Linked DNA regions of Mus musculus: region 2 is linked to region 1. Evidence: chromatin contacts called from public HiChIP or PLAC-seq data. All regions are on one chromosome and are shown on one strand. Each heading gives the region's core, a stretch centred on a gene start, on an enhancer-like site or on the middle of the called end of the contact. The rest is flanking DNA. Distances are from core to core; before and after follow the strand shown.

Evidence for each region. HiChIP or PLAC-seq counts read pairs in DNA pulled down with a chosen protein or histone mark.
Region 2: a FOXA1 HiChIP or PLAC-seq map of pancreatic cancer cells shows a contact between it and region 1. The contact joins two enhancer-like sites. A contact is called at or near these places in 1 of 39 promoter capture datasets (cranial neural crest) and 1 of 115 datasets of contacts at active chromatin or transcription factors (pancreatic cancer cells).

Annotation. Positions count from the first base shown.
Region 1 is chr15:35,018,701-35,023,265 of GRCm38.p6, forward strand. The region is part of intron 6 of Stk3 (serine/threonine kinase 3); the gene reads right to left. Among named protein-coding and RNA genes, the nearest start is that of Gm52204, 110 kb to the left of the region's middle. Within about 2 kb of position 3,056, at least 37 of the 459 cell types and tissues checked have an H3K27ac peak or open chromatin away from gene starts, as enhancers often do. A contact at or near this core is called in pancreatic cancer cells, where this site is marked.
Region 2 is chr15:35,662,895-35,666,948 of GRCm38.p6, forward strand. The region is part of intron 30 of Vps13b (vacuolar protein sorting 13B); the gene reads left to right. Among named protein-coding and RNA genes, the nearest start is that of Mir875, 3.9 kb to the left of the region's middle. Within about 2 kb of position 1,382, at least 13 of the 459 cell types and tissues checked have an H3K27ac peak or open chromatin away from gene starts, as enhancers often do. A contact at or near this core is called in pancreatic cancer cells, where this site is marked.

The DNA.
Region 1 (4,565 bases), core at 1,806-4,305:
CAGCCACAGGAATCTCAATCGTCGCCTCTCAGACCTAGCTGTCCTTTACAGTCTGCACATACTCTTCAAGTACTCAGATGCCAAGAGAGACCATATCCTGAGATCCGGCACACACCGACAGATTTAAAGAGCTGACTTCCTAGAATGCCCTGCCTCACTGTAATTGAACTAGATATCTTATTAGAAAGATGAGCAGAAGCACCAATACTTGGAATCTAAACAGCAAATTTCTACATAATCCATGGTCAAAAGAAAAGCCTTGAGGTAAAGATTTAAAACCCTAAATGGAATGAAAGTGAAATGCAGAGCACCAGATGTAGACACATGACACAGTCTTGAGAGCAGATTTTCCAGTCAACACTGTCACTCCCACCCCTTAACTTTCCTTGTCTCTCTACTAGCCTCCAAATATGGGCTCTCAGAGCTGGCTACCCTTCCAGAAAGATCTCACATTCCATGTTTCTCTTTTATAACACTTCATCCTTCCTACGCCACATCAAACTTGGCATTGTCGAATTGATCCCAGTTCAGTACTAGAAAGGCAAAGCAATCAAGACATGCAGTGAGAGAAGGTAAACAAAACTCTCCTCCTATGCACTAGCTTCAAACAGCTGTAGATTATAGTTTCAAACGCATGTCAGCACCAAATTTTCACAACGATGGAAGGGGATAATGTGAGGCCAGGAAAAATCAACCTATCCCTCTATTTTATAGATGTGAGGAAGAAAAGAGTGTCTGTGGTGCCTGAATGCAACGAACCTCAGAGCTTCACACGCTGATTTAAGAGAGTCTCCAGTACATGTCTGCACAGGGCATTATGGTGGGCAAACTAAGGAAGAAATGGGGTAGCCTGAACAAGACGTGCCTTATGAGCCTGAAACCCCCAGCTCAGATCTATCAGCCGGGTGGAGTTGATTCTAATGGATCTTTGTTATTTCCTAGTAGAAGGGGAGGAAGATGATCCGCAGCTAAAACACTTTAAGGTCAGATGTCTTCAGAAATGAACCCAGAGAAAACACTTTACAATCAAGCTTAACAAGTTTTTACTTTCATACTTCCAAGGATCCTAACTAAAAATTGACAAAAATTTATGTATGTCTTTCTATCACATCTCACATTTGGACGATGAGAACACAAAACCAATATATCCATCCATGCCTTGTCTGACAACAACTTCATAATACCTTTACTACCACAGCTCAAGCCCCTCCATCTCCTGCCTGACCAACTGAAGAGCAACATCTTCATTGTTTATCTTCCCTGCTCGTACCCTTGTGTGGCTACTAACCCTTCTCCATAAAAAGAACAGCTCATTTAAACCCAGCTAGAACACAGTATTCCTCTGTTTAAGATCTTCAATGGCTACAAATCTCAGAGTAAATGCTAACCATCAAACCATAGCTTATGAAGGAAGCCACAGTGGTCTGGTCCTCTGCTACTCCTGTATAACATCTATGTCTCTTGTATCTAACCTGGCTCAGCCATTTAAGCCACGTCACTGTTCCTTATACCAAATACTCTATTTAGATTCTCCTAAGGAAACATTCTTTCAAAAAAGATCTGCATGGTTTATTTATTTATTTGTTTATTTCCCTCCTTTATCTGTACTAACCCTAACAACCACCTTATCAAAATAGCCTTTCTCAACCTCTCTGTGTACATGTAATAACACAAACACATTTGTCATCCTGTGTCCCTCTTACAGTTATAAACCTTATCATCATTTTAAAATTTGTGCATATACAACTTAATACTTTTGTTATATAAGTACCTTGCAAAAGGCTGGATGCATTTCATTTATTGTTATATCTCAATGTCTAAAACACTGTGAGGAAAAAGCACTTACAAATGAGACAGGGCTGGGAGGGTAACTCAGCAGTAGTAAGCTGTTTGCCTCACAAGCCCAATGCTCTGAGTTTGATACCCAGCACTAAAAGACAAATGAATAAATAATGAATAAATCACTATACCTACATCTTAGCCTTTCTCAGGGGGGACTTAAAATATATAAAATCTTACAAAGAGATGGAACTGGATAGCTAAATAAAATGAATATTATATGTATATACACATATACATTCATAAACACACACGTTAGCTGGCTTTCTTAGGAAGATAGAAGACTTGGCAGGAAATGATTTAACTTCAGAAAGAATAAAATTTATATGAGTCATTGACAAACAAGTCAATCCACCTTGAAAGACTAGTAAGTACCAACAACTATGTGAAAAATGTTATAATAAAACCACATAATTAGGCCCAGAGAACAGGACTATCTTGCCAGTATTTGTTGTCATTGGCAAACATCCATATTAACTCAGCTTCCCCAATTCAAAATACAAATGGAATAGTGAATTGCCAACTCACTGGAGAGAAAGACTGTATTACAATCTGGGTTCATATTAAAGTTACCTCATTCTTTTCAACTTAGATCTGACCTACAGGAAAATTTTTAACAGATTCTACTGGACAAGTGCCATAGTAAAGTTTAAAATTAGCATTTCAGATGCTAACCTAAAGGATTTCCATTTTATTTCTCAAAACCAAACTAGGCTAAAAATAAAATATGATGAATTATGAGTATAAAGTGAATAAAAGAAACATTTTGTCAGGGAAAAAGAAAAGTGCAACACTGGTCCCTTCTCTCGTTTCTTTTGATTTCATTCATGCGTGGCCTGAGTCAGGGCTGAACACATGGCAGCTGTAAACTGATGAAGCTGATACTGCCCCTCTTCCCTTCAGTTCCATTATGGAAACCTACACACACGAACATGCACAACAGGGCTTCATGTAGCCCAGGCTTCAAACTTTCTATGTATCTAAAATAGCCTTGAACTCTGGTCCTCCTGCCTCTACCTCCTGGGTGCTAGGGTTCCAGGTGTACAGTACCACATTCATTGACTTACCCCATCATTGTAAGAACTCTTTCCCTGAAGACATGTGAATAATTGAGTCCCTGTCCCTTATAGGTCATCCACCATAACTTAAGTAGGATGCACCAAAGTCCAAGTTGGGAAGCCAATAAGTTTATTGGGCATGAGTCAGGGTGGGTTATACATAGAAGCCTGACTATGAAAAATACTCACTGCATGATGTATATCCACTTCTCCACATCTGACAGACAGAGACCTGCCCTTGTAAACCTCCCAATACCATGAGGCCACATGCAATTGGAGCAGTACGACATATGGTGGCTGGGAGGTACAGAAGAGTGTAGACAGACTCTCAGGTGAGAGTCTGATGGCCCACTCTTCTTCCTCTTCCTCCTCCTCCTCCTCTCAGGGGTCTCTTATAAGAAGTCACAGCTAGCTGCTCTGATGAACACTCTGGCCGCTGTGCTCAGAAGGTGGTACTCCACAATGAACAGAGACATGTCTCCCTTCTGAGTTACTACATGTGCAAAGAAAATCGAAATACTCCCATTTTATACAAGAGCGTTAACTTCATTAATACCTGCATGTCACAAAACATTGCATTTCCTTTACAAAAAAAAATGCACTAGCTGCTGTACATCTGTGTCAATAAACTCATAATTAGAAAAGTCACCCAAATATAATGAAATGTCTGAGCTTGGGGTTTACTGGGTGGTGGGAAAGCTCAGGATGTTCTCAATGGAGACTGTTTAGAGGAGAGATGGAAGAAACTGTAAGTAACAACGTAACACTGAGCAGAAAGGGGGCAAAGATAAATACCTAGAAGCACATACAAATAAAGTGTGGCTAAAACGAAAGGCACGGAAACAGAAAGATACTCAGAGCCAAAGGCCTTCTATAACACTCTTAAGAATCTGACTACTAACTAGCCTCACACTTGTAAAACTGCTTCCTGATGGAGAGGTTTTGAAGGGAACAGGATGATCTGTGTGACTTAGGATGATAAATCTAGCAGTGTTGTGAAATTGACTCTGGAGAAGACAAAATGGAGGACTACTATTTAGAGTGATGTAGAAATGCAGAGGGAAAAATACTAAGTCCGAAAAATGGGAATAAAGAACTCCTAGAAGAGTAATGCATTTAGTAAGTACTGAGTAATGGAAGTCTGAATTATCTCTAGCTATGGGGACTGGGCAGGAAGAAAATGTCAATAGAACTTGACTAATAAAACTGGAAGATTAGACAAAAGCTATTTTCCAGACTCTTGAATTTGGCAACTGGTAGTATGAAAAACAATGGAAGATACTGAATTAAAGCTTGAAACAAATGTGTGAATATTAGATTTTAAGTGTCTCAACAATATAGAAAATAATTATCTAGACAGGAACTAAAAATGAGTACAGGACTCAAGATCGACAGCCATGGGGGTGGGGGAAATCAAGAAATGAGACATCAAAGAAGTCAAAAGAGGCAAGGGTGGCAAACAGATCTTCTATGGACAGTTGCAGGACAGCAGTGGGGAAAAAAGAGCCAAAGTCTACTCAAGGAGAAGTAAGAGGAGCTGCAGCCATAGGCACCTGCATCTGGGTGGTTCCATGAGAAAGACAAGGAGGGTGGGGCAGACGGAAGGGTAGGAGGGACCATTCCAGAAAAGAGGAAGAGAAAGAGAGAGCATGAGGTTAAGGCCCAAAG
Region 2 (4,054 bases), core at 132-2,631, 640 kb after region 1:
ATTAATATTTAATTGTAGCTACGGACTTAATGTTGTAATATTCATGTGGGTAGATTCTCTGCAGCCAACATTAAAGATGATGTGTATCCCACTTATTAACATAAAATGTGACGTAGGTGTTTAGTTATTCAATAATAGGGTCTTAATTGTGTATGTATTGTACTCTTATCTTCTAACAAGTCTGTGTGAATGGAAAATGGCCTGAGAGCTTTAAAAGTGATACTGTTAATTTATAACTGTTCTAAATCAACAAAGGAGTACACATGGCTCTTGCTGCATATATAGCAGAGAATGGCCTTGTCATGCACTAATGGGAGGAGAGGTCCTTGGAACTCTGCAGACTTGATAGAATCCCCAGTGTAGGGGAATCGAGGGCGGGGAGGGATGATGTGATAGGATATTTCCAGGAAGGAGGGAAACCCGGAAAGGAGATAACATTTGAAATGTAAATAAGGAAAATATCCAATTTTTAAAAAAAGATAGGAAAGGAATTGTCTTTATTAAAATGTATTGCAATTTGGACTGCCTAGAATACTTTCAGTCCAGTTAATTAGGTTGTAATTTGTGTTTACAAATGCCTCCACTATATTTTTTTTTCTCAATATAGAATCTAGTTAGCCAGTTAACTTGCAACAATAAATTATTTTCAAGACTCCATATTTACAGACTCTGTCATAATCTTAAACGCTTACATCAGAGAAAGGGAAGGGGGAGTGATGTTGCTGATACCTAGCTGAGTCCTCCTGGATCAGACTCTGTCCACTTGGGAGTCTAATATTTTCTCCAGTCGTCTCAGCTGTTTTCCTGCAGCTGAAGACAATCTTGCTCTGAAGGACTCATCCAAGTACCCAGTCTGACAGTCAGCCATTTTATCTCCTGCCATATTTACTTTCCAAATTACTGTCTTTCTTTCGTAGAGACTTTGTGATAAATGTGTAGACATTTAATTTATTCAAGATATGAAAGTTATACTTGGTTTTACGTTCCTATTTTCTGGATTGTTTAGCACTTTATAGCTCTCAGTTGAGCTATAAGTGAATAAATTTTGCTACTTTACATTGAATTCCCACGATTGCCTATTCAGCAGTGAACACTAAATGGTTCAACATGAGCTGCTCCTTGTGTAAACATACAAAAGGCCCGTCCCAGACTAAATCAATTTAAAAAGGAAAACATTAAAGCCATGTTTCCTGTTATACACTTAAAGTCATCTTTGGTTCCTTATGATTACATTATTGACCAACTATTGCAAACTTGAGTTTATCCTCCCACACCACCTGCTGAGTAGTTTAAATGGTGTGGGAGGAGAGTTTGGAAGGCCAAAGCCATTACAATTATATAACTCCTACGTGGTAGTTGATAAAGCAGCTTTTTGTGTGAAGAATAAGGAAGTTATGAGAACTGTGCTTCTTCGTCTTTCCTGCTTCGATTGCTTGGTTTCAAAGGCAGCAATAGGGATGGAGCAAAGTTCATAGGTCATTTTCGAAGCATATGAAGTTGAGACAGGAAGATTTGATTTCTTTCTCGATAGCAAACGTGTAGGGAAAGGAAGCAATACTATAAGGCTTTTTACTGTAACATATTTACATTATAGTTTTAGAACAGATTAGAACTCATATGAGGAAAATTAATGTTATGTTTAGGGAGGAGATGAGAGGATATCCTTTATCTAAAGCTATGCTGAACAAAATAAGAAATACTTTCTCCTACATGTGCAGCCACGGCCAAGAAGCAGGACTGGGTGGGTAGGGGAGCAGGGCGGGGGGCGGGGCAATAGGGGGCTTTTGGGATAGCATTTGAAATGTAAATGAAGAAAATATCTAATAAAAATTGAAAAAAAGATATTGAATCATCTCTACTCTTGAATACATATTTTGCTCAGCCTTAGTGTTTTATGAACAATTTTTAATAAAAATTGCCTGTTGAATTTAAGAAAGAAAGAAAGAAAGAAAGAAAGAGAGAGAGAGAGAGAGAGAGAGAAAGAAAGAAAGAAAGAAAGAAAGAAAGAAAGAAAGAAAGAAAGGAAGAAAGGAAGAAAGAAAGAGACTTTCTCAGGAGTGAAATAGCCAGGATAGAGTTTTGTTTTGTTTTGTTTTGTTTTGGTACAGAAGTTGGAGGCTCCTGACTCTGCAAACTGGCTTAGCTTGCATGGCTGTCTGTTACTCTGCTCAGCATCATAGTTATGTTGCCCTTTTTATGGCAAATATCTTACTTTTTTTATCCTTTTTTTCCCCTTTTGCTAGACGTTCATCTGTTGTTTGGCCTTGTTGGTCATCTCCTATCATTTTGCTCATTCCTGCTCTTGTGCCCTACTCTCCAGAGCTTTTCCTGCTTTATTATCTGCAGTCTTGGTTTCTGGCCATGGCTTCCTCCCAAACACTAGTAAGTTAAACAGTATGCTTTCCTGAAGTGCCATCTCCACTCTATCACTCTATATAGTGCCTGTAGTGCATAAGATTGGAATTGTTCCTTTATTAAATTTTTGACTAAGAAGTAACTATTGTAGAAATGTCTTTTAAATTTCTTTCTTTCTATTGGGTATTTATTTCATTTACATTTCCAATGCTATCCCAAAAGTTCCCCACACCCTCCGCCACCCACCCACTCCCACTTCTTGGCCCAGGCATTCCCCTGTACTGGGGCATATAAAGTTTGCATGACCAATGGGCTTCTCTTTCCACTGATGTCTGACTAGGCCATCTTCTGATTCATATTTTCAGCTAGAGACACGAGCTCTAGGGGGTATTGGTTAGTTCATATTGTTGTTCCACCTATAGGGTTGCAGATCCCTTCAGCTCCTTGGGTACTTTCTCTAGCTCCTCCATTGGGGGCCCTGTGAGCATCCACTTCTGTGTTTGCCAGGCCCAGGCATAGCCTCACAAGAGACAGCCATATCTGGGTCCTTTCAGCAAAATCTTGCTAGTGTATGCAATGGTGTCAGCGTTTGGAAGCTGATTATGGGATGGATCCCCGGATATGGCAGTCTCTAGATGGTCCATCCTTTCGTCACAGCTCCAAACTTTGTCTCTGTAACTCCTTCCATGGGTGTTTTGTTTCCTATTCTAGGAAGGGGCAAAGTGTCCACACTTTGGTCTTCGTTCTTCTTGAGTTTCATGCGTTTAGCAAATTGTATCTTATATCTTGGGTATTCTAAGTTTCTGGGCTATTATCCACTTATCAGTGAGTACATATTGTGTGAGTTCTTTTGTGATTGGGTTACTTCACTCAAAAATAAGGAGTTTTGCAGGTTCTCTTCAGTAAAGCATTGAGGGTAATTTTATTGTGTTCACAGACTACAGTCTGTATAATGTTAATTGATCAAAATGTGTTGAGGTAAGCTTAATGCCAAGAGAGAAATCGTTTTCATAAATGTTGCTTTGTACTTGGGAAACATGTTTGCCAAATGTTAGATACCATGTTCCATAAATATATCATCAAATATAGTAATTTGATGTTTCAAATTTTCTATTTTCTATCCTGCTTATTTTAGCTTATTGTATTCCCCCCCCCCTCTCTCTCTCTGTGGGGGAGGGTGAGAGAGAGAGAGTGTGTGTGTGTGTTAAGTTTTACACTAAAGAGTAACTATTGAAGTAGAGTTAAATCTATGTACTATAATGACTAAGTACTTCTAACAAGGGTTTTTTGAACAAGGTTTGTCTAGTATTTGTTTTTCTATTAGCTGACTTAACCTGTTGTTAAAATTACAAGGCTGTAACTGCAATGTCTTAAACTTGATGGTTTTATATTTTAAGTGGAGTATATGAATTATTTATGCTTATTCTGATTAGTTTGTTACCAAGAAAATCAGGTTCACTTTCTGGGATCTTTTCTGGGTTGGTTCACTTTTAACAAAGAACTTAAAGATGAACCCAGAAGGGAGCTTTTAGAATATGAAAGAAAAACAAGATAGGCAAGCTGTCAGTCCCAGCAACAACTGTGTGGAGGGAGATGACAAAGATGAAAAGAAAAATTAGAGCTTTTGAGTTGGGGGCAGAGAAAGCCACCATGTTTACCAGTGGGGCTCACAAGATGGTGTATGGCAAAAGTGAGGGCT